Regions from separate parts of the Mus musculus genome. Here all the other regions are linked to region 1. Evidence: chromatin contacts called from public Hi-C, HiChIP or PLAC-seq and promoter capture Hi-C data. All regions are on one chromosome and are shown on one strand. Each heading gives the region's core, a stretch centred on a gene start, on an enhancer-like site or on the middle of the called end of the contact. The rest is flanking DNA. Distances are from core to core; before and after follow the strand shown. Region 1 holds the start of Foxk1 (forkhead box K1). Region 2 overlaps Gna12 (guanine nucleotide binding protein, alpha 12). Region 3 holds the start of Aimp2 (aminoacyl tRNA synthetase complex-interacting multifunctional protein 2). Region 4 overlaps Card11 (caspase recruitment domain family, member 11).

Evidence for each region. Promoter capture Hi-C pulls out the DNA fragments that hold promoters and counts their contacts. A called contact is a pair of places that touch in the nucleus more often than the background predicts. HiChIP or PLAC-seq counts read pairs in DNA pulled down with a chosen protein or histone mark.
Region 2: an H3K27ac HiChIP or PLAC-seq map of extraembryonic endoderm stem cells shows a contact between it and region 1, with 8 times the contacts expected there. The contact joins the enhancer-like site here to the promoter of Foxk1 in region 1. A contact is called at or near these places in 8 of 39 promoter capture datasets (the 3T3-L1 cell line, 3T3-L1-derived adipocytes, the HPC-7 cell line and 4 more), 1 of 484 Hi-C or Micro-C datasets (muscle stem cells), 15 of 115 datasets of contacts at active chromatin or transcription factors (the 230-238 cell line, the NIH/3T3 cell line, the SCID.adh cell line and 12 more) and 2 of 9 other capture datasets (embryonic stem cells and liver).
Region 3: a contact with region 1 is called in a promoter capture Hi-C map of liver, with 2.1 times the contacts expected there. The contact joins the promoter of Aimp2 here to the promoter of Foxk1 in region 1. A contact is called at or near these places in 1 of 39 promoter capture datasets (liver) and 1 of 9 other capture datasets (adipose tissue).
Region 4: a Hi-C map of bone marrow-derived macrophages shows a contact between it and region 1, with 11 read pairs. The contact joins the enhancer-like site here to the promoter of Foxk1 in region 1. A contact is called at or near these places in 1 of 39 promoter capture datasets (hippocampal neurons), 1 of 484 Hi-C or Micro-C datasets (bone marrow-derived macrophages) and 6 of 115 datasets of contacts at active chromatin or transcription factors (embryonic forebrain, forebrain, large pre-B cells and 2 more).

The regions. Positions count from the first base shown.
Region 1 is chr5:142,400,103-142,402,820 of GRCm38.p6, reverse strand. Foxk1 (forkhead box K1) reads right to left here and starts at 1,324. Exons shown (of 9, transcript NM_199068.2): 1 at 780-1,324. The coding sequence starts at 1,297.
Region 2 is chr5:140,814,219-140,816,936 of GRCm38.p6, reverse strand. The region is part of intron 1 of Gna12 (guanine nucleotide binding protein, alpha 12); the gene reads left to right. Among named protein-coding and RNA genes, the nearest start is that of Gna12, 15 kb to the left of the region's middle. Within about 2 kb of position 1,371, at least 67 of the 459 cell types and tissues checked have an H3K27ac peak or open chromatin away from gene starts, as enhancers often do. A contact at or near this core is called in the HPC-7 cell line, astrocytes, extraembryonic endoderm stem cells and 2 more, where this site is marked.
Region 3 is chr5:143,908,511-143,911,228 of GRCm38.p6, reverse strand. It overlaps Aimp2 (aminoacyl tRNA synthetase complex-interacting multifunctional protein 2), which reads left to right and starts at 1,390. Exons shown (of 4, transcript NM_001172146.1): 1 at 1,390-1,648. The coding sequence starts at 1,514. It overlaps Pms2 (PMS1 homolog2, mismatch repair system component), which reads right to left and starts at 1,228. Exons shown (of 15, transcript NM_008886.2): 1 at 1,150-1,228. The coding sequence starts at 1,172.
Region 4 is chr5:140,946,856-140,949,573 of GRCm38.p6, reverse strand. The region is part of intron 1 of Card11 (caspase recruitment domain family, member 11); the gene reads left to right. Among named protein-coding and RNA genes, the nearest start is that of Card11, 52 kb to the left of the region's middle. Within about 2 kb of position 1,348, at least 90 of the 459 cell types and tissues checked have an H3K27ac peak or open chromatin away from gene starts, as enhancers often do. A contact at or near this core is called in bone marrow-derived macrophages, hippocampal neurons and regulatory T cell precursor, where this site is marked.

The DNA of each region.
Region 1 (2,718 bases), core at 75-2,574:
GCTGGGTTCAGAAAGGGTTGGAGATCATGGGTAGCCAACTCCAACATGGGAGGAGTGGAAGACAGATGGGGTTGGGGAGTGTGCAAGTGTGTGTGTGTAAGTGTGTGTGTGTGTGTGTGTGTGTGTGAGAGAGAGAGAGAGACAGACAGACAGACAGACAGACAGAGTCAGAGTCAGAGTCAGAGAGAGAGAAAGGGGTTAGAATGGACCCAAGTGTTCAGGCCTGTCCAGGGTCAGGGTGACAGGATTTCAGGCTGAATGGGAGTCGGGCCCATCCAGGGATCAGTGCCCAATGAGTTAACTGGGGAGTCAGGGTTAGTTGGGTCGTGATTAAGATCAGGACAACCACGGGGTCAGAGCCAGGTGATGGGTGAGATCACCAGTAACTTAAGGATCAGGCTCAGCTGGGCCGGGTGGGATGGAGATCTGTGTAACCAGGGGTCAGAGCTAGGTGGGATCAAGACTGGGAGATGGCTAGGGAATCAGAGCCGGATAGAGTCGAGATTAGAGGGGCTAGGGCCTGGCAGGGTCGAGATGGAGGAGGGAGTGACCAAGGGCTGGGACCCGGTGGGAACGGTAAGAAATTTGAGGCTCGACCCAGGTGCCAGACCAGGCGGAGGCGAGTTCAGGGGGTGACCGGGGGGCGGGGGGTTCAGGTTGAGCAGGGTCGAGATCACAGAGTGACAAGGAGCCAAGCTGGGCGGGGTAGAGGTCAGGGGTGGCCAGGGGGTTCAGGCCAGGTCCGGAGAGGGGTGACCCGAGGGTGGCGCAGTACTCACTGTTGGGGTAGCTGCAGGGCGGGCGCTCCGCGCCTCTGGAAGGCCCCGTCCACGAAGACGCCGTTCTTGCCGAGACAGCGAAGATAGAAGTGAGGCTCCTGGAAGCTGAGCTGCAGGTGGCGCCGGGAAATGAAGCTCGACAGGCCCATGCTTAGGTCCACCGAGCCCTGCGACGAGTTGCGGCCGATGGTGACGCTGGGCTGTCGCATCAGGAACTCGAACTCCCGACCCTCCAGGCGAGCCAGGGCAGGCCCGGGGCTCTGGCGCACGGAGGCAGCGGCCGCGGCCACCAGGGCGGGCGCGGTGGTGGTGGCAGTGGCGACGGTGGAGGGCACCGGCCCGGGGCCGGGCTCGGCGGGCAGCGCGGGCGGCCCGGGTGGAGGTTGCGCCGGCGGCGGCGGGGACGTAGTGGCCGGGAAGGCGGCGGCCGCAGCCGCGGCGCATAGCACGGGGCTGCAGGGAGCCGAGCGCAGCGCCAGCAGGGCGCGGGCGCCGCTGTCCTCGCCGACTTCGGCCATGTTCGCGCAGCTCCGAGCGGCTCCGGTGGCGGCCGAGGCGGCGCGGGGCGGGGCGGGGCGGCGCGCGCGGAAACCCGGGCTGGATCGTGGCCTGGAGCGGAGCCGGGACACCGCAGGACCCTCGCGCTGCGCGCGCAGCTTCCACTCGAGGTGGGCGGGTGCAGAGAGACACAGAGCCCCCTCCTCCAGTCCCGAAGGGTGCTTGGATTCATCACGTTTTTAGGGGTGTCCTATTGAGGCTGGAGTTTAAAGTCCAGGGATGCTTGAAATGGTCTCTGCTCCTTACTGATCGTTTCTGCACAGCTACTCTTTCTGTGCTTTGCTTTTTTTTTTTTTTTGGTTTGGTATAATGTTGCAAATTACATTTTATTCATTCATTTATTTACTTGTGGTTCTTTACCACGTGTGTGTGTGCGCGCGCGCGCGCACGTGTGTTTGTGTGGTCAGAGAGGACAGCTCTCAGCAGTCTATTCTCTCCTACCCTGTGGGGTTCTGAGGATGGCATTGAGGTCGACAAGCTTGGTGACAAGCACCTTTATTTACTGAACCATCTCGATTGTTCTTGTTTTGTTGTTTGAGATCCTGTCTCATACCAAGGCTAGCCTGGTTTTGAATACCTAGATCAGGCTGGCCTCAAATTCATGATCTTCCTGTTCCAGCTTCCTGAGTGTAGCTATTAAGGTGTGTGCCTAGCCCTTTAAAATCAATTTAAAAATTCATTTTTTAAAGACAGGGTCTATGTATGTAGACCAGATTGGCTTCTAGCTGACGACCAACCCGGCTCAGGCTCCGCAATTCTTGCTGGAGTCACAGCTGTGCACCACCACAGCTGGTTCCCCTTGCTCCTTTTAAGGCGAACAGTTCTGCCTGTTTCTAGGGACTGTGGACACCCGAAGATTGACGGTAGTTGAAAACACTTAAATGGTGAACTTGGCACCATGTGAATCCCTTGAGAATTTAAGGTCCTGCACTGGGATGCTAATTCCCCCAAGTCTTCCCCCAGGACCTGCAGCGCGCGAGTGCATGCACACACATACACACTCGATTTCTCACATTTAATAATGACTGAAGGAGCTGACACAGTTGGTAAATTGCCTGATGGCACTCATCCCCCAAGACAGGAAAGTTCATTCCCCGGGACCGACTTCAAAACCCATTGAGAGCTTCGATCTTCCCAGCGCTTTGGGTAAAAGGTTGACAGATAGATCCCTGAAGCTCATTGGCCAGCCTGCCTAGCCAATCAGTGAGCTCCACGTTCATAGTGGAAACACTGTTTCAAAACAAAAACAAAAACACGAATAAAACAGGGCTAAAGGAGCACACAGTTATTCACGCCTGTGCATGCACCGGCGCACGTGCACACACAAACACAAGTGCAAACATACACACACAAAAGAATGTCTAAAAATAATGATTGAGAA
Region 2 (2,718 bases), core at 122-2,621, 1.6 Mb after region 1:
AAGAGGCTAGGAGGATGCAAGCCAGGAGACCTTGCCTGACTTGAGGCCACTCCTTTCTCCTAATGGGCTTCTGATGAGATTTGGTTGACTAATCCTGCACTGTGCTAGGGCCTATGGTTCAAACAGGTAGGAAATTTTCGTCAGGGCTAGGGTTAAGGTGGGCACACACCTCCACAGCCACCAAGCACCAAGAGACACAAAGATAACAAGAATTTTTAAGGTGAAATTCTGCTCATCTTTGAAGACAAGATGCACAGAGCTCTGAGAGAAAGGCAGGTTAACCCAGAAACAATGTTCCTCTCTCCCTTCCAGCTTCTTTCCCTTCTTTAACACCTATAATCCTAGCACTCAGGAGGCTGAGGCAGGAGATTCACAAATTCAAAGTCAATCTGGCCACGGTGGGGGGGGGGGCACACAGGCACACAAAACAGGGCTGGAGAGATGACTTAGTCAGGAAAATTCTGGAAGACCATAGTTTGAACCCCAGAACCCATGTTAAAAATCCTTGTGTGACAGTGCACGTCTGTGATCCCAGCATGGGGACGCAAAACCAAGATTCCTAGAGCTCTCTGACTCTTCTGTTGAGCCTTCTTGGTAAAACTCTATCTCAAAAAGACGGGAGGGAGCAGCACCTGCAGAATGGTATCTGAGGATGTCCTCTGACCTCCACATGCACACACATGCCCTCCCTCAGTACTCAGGGACAGATTGCAAAAGGTGAGCTTTTCTCTGTTGTAATACGATTTCCACTTTGCACTCAGATTTCTATCTGCAAATCTTGCCTCACACAGGTAGCCAGTGACTATATTTTTCATGGCCACATAGGTTTTTTGGTTTTGTTTTGTTTTGTTTTGTTTTTTTGAAAAAAAAATCATGCTTTTCCTTGGGAGGAGGGGAGAACAGTGGAAAACTCTATTAATGTTAAGTCTGGGGTATTTAGCGCCAATTGTAATTCTAGCACTTATGAAGTGCAAACAGGAGAAATTCAAGGTTATCTTCAGCTACATACTGAATTTGAGGCCAGCCTGGGCTGCTCCAGACACTTAATCCTAGCACTGGGAGGCAGAGGCTGACTCTGCGAGTTCAAGTCCAGGACCCATAGTAAATATCTGCTCAAAACAAAACAAAAAATGGGGAGTGGCCAGGACCAGGGGGAAACTGTTTAACAGTGTGGAGCGTCTAGGCAGAGAATACCATGGCTGCTTGGTCAGAGTGGAGAAGTGGAGACCTGGTCATTTACCTCCTTATCAGTCCACATTCAGTGGGTTGGAAAGTATTGAGACGCTTTTTAAGCAAACATACCAGGACTGTCAGCGACTAGTTAGAGCAGGTGTCTCATTAAAAGTAATCATCTGGGGAAGCTGAGTCGGCAAGTCCCTTAATGTCTAACTCCGAACCAAACCCTGCCACTGCTGCAAATGGCCAAGGCACACAGACAGGCAGGCAGGCAGCCAAAGTCAAAAGCCTAAAAGAGGAAAATAGAAAAGGCAAAAGACTGGGGGGGGGGGGGGTGGGAGGCAAACTGGAACAACGGATTGCTCAGGGCATTGTTTATTGTGTGAGAGCTCAAGCATACGGTCAAGATAGGATGAAACAATGGCCCAAGATAAAGGGGAGATTGCTGCGCTAATGGGAAGAGCTTGAACTGCAGATAGCAGCTGGGAGAGCAACAGGAAGCAGCAAATAGTCGCAACTGAGGAATACATTAACAGTTCCCTGTGGTACAGACCAGCATCCTTGCCCAGAGAAGCGTGTGACTTTCCTTCCCATTATACCCCAGAGGGAGTGGACCCTGGCATGTTCTAAGACCACCTCTTCCTCCTGCCATGCCTCTGCTGGCCTCTTCTCATGGCCCTCTGCCTTCTTGGTGTCATGGTGGACAGGCCATGGCAACGTGGGCATACCTATAAAAGAAGTGTCTATCTGAGCAGAGAGAATACTGTTCCTTGGGCCACCTGCTGAACTGAGATCTTCAAGAGCAAGATTGTTTTGACTCTTTAATCTGCGTGTGTGTACATTCATATGCAAGTATGAGCATATGTGTACATGTATGTGGGGGTCATATGTTGGTCCCTAATTTCCATCTTTTTTAGAACAGGGTCTTGTTTGCTGACAAGCACCCTGTTGTGTTTTATAAAAAGATAGAGAGGGCCCTTTAATCCCAGCACTTCGGAGAGAGAGGCAGGCGGATTTCTGAGTTCGAGGCCAGCCTGGTCTATAGAGTGAGTTCCAAGATGGTCAGGGCTACAAAGAGAAACCCTATCAAAAAAAAAAAAAGAGGAAGAAGTATGTTTGGTGGAGGCGCAGTATGGTGTGGGGGAAGGGAGTGTCTCTGCTGGCCCATGCTGAGGTATCCCTTCCCCCTAAGGGACCAACCACATGCTGATGTAGTATAGAATAGAGGTTATTCAGGGCATGGGGAGGGGAGTTGAAAGGCGCAGAGAGAGAGGGAGAGGGCACAGAAGAGTAGAGGACTAAAGACTGGCCATGAGCACATGGAGGGGGGATGGGGACAGAGGGGGAAGAGGGTAAGGAGCAGGAGCAAGAGGAGAAGAGAAGGGAACAAAAACTAGAGAGTGAGGAGGGGGCAATCAGCCTCCTTTATAGTGAGTCAGGCACACCTGGCTATTGCCAAAAAACGGTGGTGCAGAGCCTAAACAAAATGCCAGCACAGCCCAGGCTTGCTGACCGAGGGGCTTCCTCATAGCAGAGTTCTGG
Region 3 (2,718 bases), core at 141-2,640, 1.5 Mb before region 1:
AATGATAGTCCCACCTCACGACCACACTCAGCGAACGGGTTAAGTCTCTTTCTGTCCTGGCTGGCCTAGGGTAATCGCCTTTTTGTCTCCAGTTTACCCTGATTGCTACCACCAGTTTTGTTCACTCTGACACAGGTTCCAAGGTAGCCCAGAGCGCCCTCAAACTCCCTATGTCGTTAAAGGTAACTATGAACTCCTGCTGAGCCTGTTCCTGCTCGGATTATAGGTGTGGCTTGATTCCCACCAATTTCTTTTTACAATTACAAATCCAGTCGAAAAAAATCTTTAGGTTTAAATTTTTAGTGGTGCTCATTGCCTATCATATGAAGTTTGAAGTCTAGCAACGACAAGGTCCCAATCTACTATCACTAATTCCCCTACGGTTTAGTCACCATAAAAATAGTTTCCCGGCTATGAAATGCCCCATAAAAGTATAACAGAACATAGGTGCATCCTTGCAGTAACAATTTTAGGGTATTTTCCATATGGTCTGACATATAGTAGACTTCCAAAAACCCTGGTGAAATAAACCAACCAACCTCTTTTCTCTTCAATCTACCTTGCACAGAACCTCGCTGGTTATCACAGCACTCGGGTGTTTGAAGTAGGAGGATCCCGAGTTCAAAGCACTACCTCAAAAAACCAAAACAAACACTTGCACTCGTTCTAACTGCAAAGGATCTCTGGGGAAATCACAAGGTTAAAATACAGACAGCAAATTTGCATTTACAAATCTGTCACCGAATGTAACTGTGCTGGCCTTCGAAGATGTGCTTCACTGCTATGATGCCGCCTGTGAACACTACACCAAACGCACAGAAGCACCTCAATATAATAAAAGTTAAAAACCCTATTGACTGCAAGATCAGCGTGAGCCTTTAAGCCTCCCTCCCCAAGTCTTCAAGAATAAAGACTCAATAAATAAACAAACAGCGGAAACGAATTTTGTCTACGGCGACTGATTTTCGTGCTGGGTTTCAAGTGCACGGCCTGTGGCGGGAGGATGCCGAGGAAATAGCTTCCTCACAGAGGACCCGGTCCAGTCCGCGAGCTTGCCCGCCTCGCGCCTCAGCCACTTCCGGTCCTTTCAAGAGACCGGGATACCGGGAACTCTATAGAATGCGCCCGGAGACCACAAGTCCAGCTCACCTCACGCCTTCGGTTTGCTCCATGGATGCAGGACTCCTCCAGTCACAGTCACCGCGGGAGAGTTGGCGCTGCCGCTCTCGGGAAAAGACGCGTCTCCTGGAACACCCATTGGTTGCTTTTGACATATGATCCGCCCCTTCCGGGCGGGCTAGCGAAGGCATGCCAAGACCTCTTTACCGGTGATTGGCCAACTCAAAGGTCAAGTTGGTGACGTTAGACCAGCCCGGCCAATGAAAGCTCGGGGACTTCATTTTCCGGAACGCCAGCAGCAGAGTCAGAAAGAAGGCGGCTGCTGTCTGAGGTGGCCTTGGGTGGCTTCTGAGCGTTCCTGTCCCTCGCCCGCTACCTTCCTTGGGTTCCCACCATGCCGATGTACCAGGTAAAGCCCTATCATGGAGGCAGCGCACCTCTGCATGTAGAGCTTCCAACCTGCATGTACCGGCTCCCCAACGTGCACAGCAAGACCACCAGCCCCGCCACCGACGCGGGCCACGTGCAGGTAGGAGCGTGCGGCCCCTGCCTGGTGCGCAGGCGCCGTTCGTGCCGCGCCGCACCCTGCCCTATCCCTCGTCCAGTCTAGCGCGCCGGCGCTGTGTCTGCCTAGGGTCCCGGTCCCTTCTGCGGCCGGGTCCGACAAAATCCTCCTAGATGAGTGCTGCTGTGGGTTCCTGTCACGATCTCCAGGCGCACAGAAAAGTGAACAACACGAAAAATGCTCATTCGGAGGAATTTTCAGAGCGATCCCAGGGTTACCATAACCCAGGTTGACGGGTTTAGTGCCCCATCCTTCCCAGTTTAACTTTTCCACAAGAGGTCCCGACTTTTACTGTAGTTATGTGTTGTTTTTTTCGCGGTTAGGTTGTGGAGGCTATCTTTAAGCTATATAATCTTGATGGTCTGGAAACATAGTATGTGTTCTGTTGTCTGGCATACTGTACAAGATTTTGTTATAACGATAGTGAGTGATCTTGTTCCTGGCCACACCCCGCTTATTTATCTGCCCGGTCCTCACTCATGGGCGCTGGAATTTATAGACTAGCTAACATAAATAGCCTGTATAGGAATGGAATTCCTGGCCCAGTGGGCAGGTTTGCCTTCCACTTTTTAAGTTCTTTTTCAAAGCGGTTATACAGGTTTAAGCTGTTACCAGCAGGATAATGGAGACATCCTAATGTAGTTTTAATTTGGATGTCTCCAGTTTCTAAGTAAGTTGAGGTCCTTTTTCGTGTTTCCTGGCCATGGGAGTGTGGGGCAGAAACAGTGCCTTTGTAGCCCAGGCTGTCCTGGGATTCTTACAGCCAAAGATAATCTTGAGCCCTTTCTCCACCAGTGGAGAAAGAGCTTCCAAGTGCTGGGGTTAGAAGTGTGTGCCTGCCTAACTCAGAACAATTATCTTACCATGCTTATCACTATTGTTTGATCTCATTTTCTTTCTTTCTTTTTTTTTTTTATTTTGGTTTTTCGAGACAGGGTTTCTCTGTGTAGCCCTGGCTGTCCTGGAACTCACTCTGTAGACCAGGCTGGCCTCAAACTCAGAAATTCACCTGCCTCTGCCTCCCACCATCTCGT
Region 4 (2,718 bases), core at 99-2,598, 1.5 Mb after region 1:
TGCGCTCTGCACCCCAGGTCTCTGTGCGCTGGTCTGAGCCTTGTTCTTACCCAGGAGCTCAAATCACCCACAGACTCCACGTAGGCAATCTTAAGCAGCTGGTGTTTGGGGGTTTACTGTGTTTTTCTTCCTTTTTATTACTTTTTAAAACCATGTGTGCAATGTGTATGTAGCACATGTGTGTGTGTGCATGTTAATTTCTACATGCACACTGGTATGTAAGCAAGTGTGTGCGGTGTGTGGGTGTCAAGAGCTGAGGCTAATGTCAAGCATCTCCATAGATCATTCCTACTCTGTGTTCTTTTTTCTTTTGGTGTGTGTGTGTGGCTGTGTGGCTGTGATGTGTGTGTATGATGTATATCTGTGTGTGTTGATATTCGATGCAATGTGTGTGTATGTCTATGTTTCTGTGATGTGTGTTATGATATGTGTTTCTGTGCTGTGTATATAATGTGTATGTGATATGTAATGGGATGTGTGTGTCTGTGATGTGTGTGTATGATGTGTGTGTGTGTTATGTGTGTGTCTGATATGTGTGTGTATGATGTGTGAGTATGATGTGTGTGTCTTGATGTGTGTGTATGATGTGTGTGTATGATATGTGTGTATGATGTGTGTGTGATGTATATGTCTGTATGTCTGTAATTGTATGTGTATGATGTATCTGTCTGTAATGTGTGTGTATGATGTGTGATCTGTGTCTGTGAAGTGTCTATGATGTGTGTATGATGTGTGTATGATGTGTGTGTCTGTGATGTGTGTTATGATGTGTGTGTGTGTGTGTGTGTGTGTGTGTGTGTGTGTGTGTGTGTGTGTGTATCTGTTGCATAATGTATGTGGACTTGTGTCACAGTCCTCCTGTGGAGGTCCGAGGACCACTCGGTGTTCTCTCCTTCCATGTGTGTTGGTGCTAGTGATCAAACTCAGGTCCTCTGGCTTGTGTGCCCAGCATCTTTACTTGCTAAGCCCTCTCCCCAGCCCTCTGCTGACCTTGGAGGTCACTGGTTAGCTGGGCTGTCTAGCCAGTGAAGTATGAGGATGTGTCCCGCCCCCAGCCCCACCCTCAGCTCCAGCACTAGGATTATAAGCGCCTGCCTGCCAAGTGCCTGGCTTAGTTTTGTCTCTTTCTGTTGTGGGGACAGATTCTCATACTATAGCCCAGGCTAGCCTCACGCTTGCCATCCTCATGCCTTAGCTTCTTAGCAGCTAGGATGACAATGTGTACCACCACATCCGTCTTCAGGTTCTGCTCAGAATAAAGCAAAAGGAGAAGTGTGCAGCCCACCACCGCCTCCCTCTGCACCTGCTAAAAATAGTTGTAGCCTCCTCAGAGTGCGGCACCCATGTGGGCTTCCGGGGGAGGCTGTGGCAGCCTGCCAGCGTCAGCACTTTCCGGGTGCCTTGCTCCCCACAGCAGAGGACAGGGAATTTGAGAGACTCCTGGACAGATGCCCCTGCCAAGCCCAGGATACGGCTGGTGTAGAAGCCCATGAGTACACCTCCCACAATCCCTCTGTGGCCTGCATAAGCAGAGCTGCCGAAGCTGTCTGTGTCCCGGGCCTGCTGGTGTGAATACTCTCCACACCTGGTCCTTCTGCTCTTGTCTGTGTGGGTGTGCTCGGGGCCTTCAAACATGTCCCTTCACGCTTTTTACCTTGGTGCTTGGGATGAAGCCTAGGGTCTTTTATGTGTCCAGGCAAGCTGTCTACCACTGAGCTACACACATCCCTAGCCCTAAGGCTTTTATGATAGGGACTCTGTGTGGCCCAAGATGACCAGAAATCCTCCTGCCTCTTCCTGCCCCAGTATTGGGATGACAGGCATCCCTTACTTTGTCATCTCCTAAACTGGATGTGTATTCTGGGCTGCAAGGGACCCTACATCACACTAGGCTGGGCTTGTGCAGAGCCCAGAACTGGCCCATGGAAGGCTCTCCACGAACCCCGAGGTTCCATGGGAGCAATATGTACCTGTTTCTTCTGTTGTCACACGTGGGTTCCTTGTTTCTTCTAACTGAGCACACTGTCACAGTTGAGGAGTGGGGTTAGTGCTTGAAGTGTGTTTTCTGGAAAGCTGGAGATGTTCGCAGCCTTCTCTGGGGGGAGCTAGATGAAGTATGTCATGTCTGCTTTCAGCCTGTGGCCCCGCAGAAAGGCGACCCTCTCTGCTGGGGAAGGATTCTTTCCCGCCACCCCCAGTGCTGTCAGCTGGTTCCCATGGGGTTGCTTATGCGTGTGCACATGAGGAGAGGAGTGGGGTGCTGTCCAGCAAAATGCCCCAGGCTACCCTGGGAAACCTGCACTTGAGAGTCATATCAGGCATGTGCAGGGTGAGCCACTTCTCCCAGAAGCCTTGAACAAACCTGGGGACCCCAAAGATGGCCTCCCCTTAGAAGCCACTGAAGGTCACCAGAATGTTTGACTCTAGACTGGAAGTCTATGAGATGTCTTGGGAAATGCACCTTGAAAAGGCTTGGAAGGGGCAGAGGAGGTGACTGAGAAGGCAAAGCATTTGTCTTTTAAGGATGAGGACCCAACCTCGATCCCAAGATTCGCTTTGAAAAGGAACGTCAGACAAGATGAGAGGCTGAGGCAGGAGGATCCCTGGGACTTAATGACCAAGTAGCATGCTTCCTTGGTGAAATCCAGAACAATAAGAGACCCTGTCTCAAAGGAAGACACCTGCAGTATGTCAGTGACACTGAGGTTATCCTTCAAC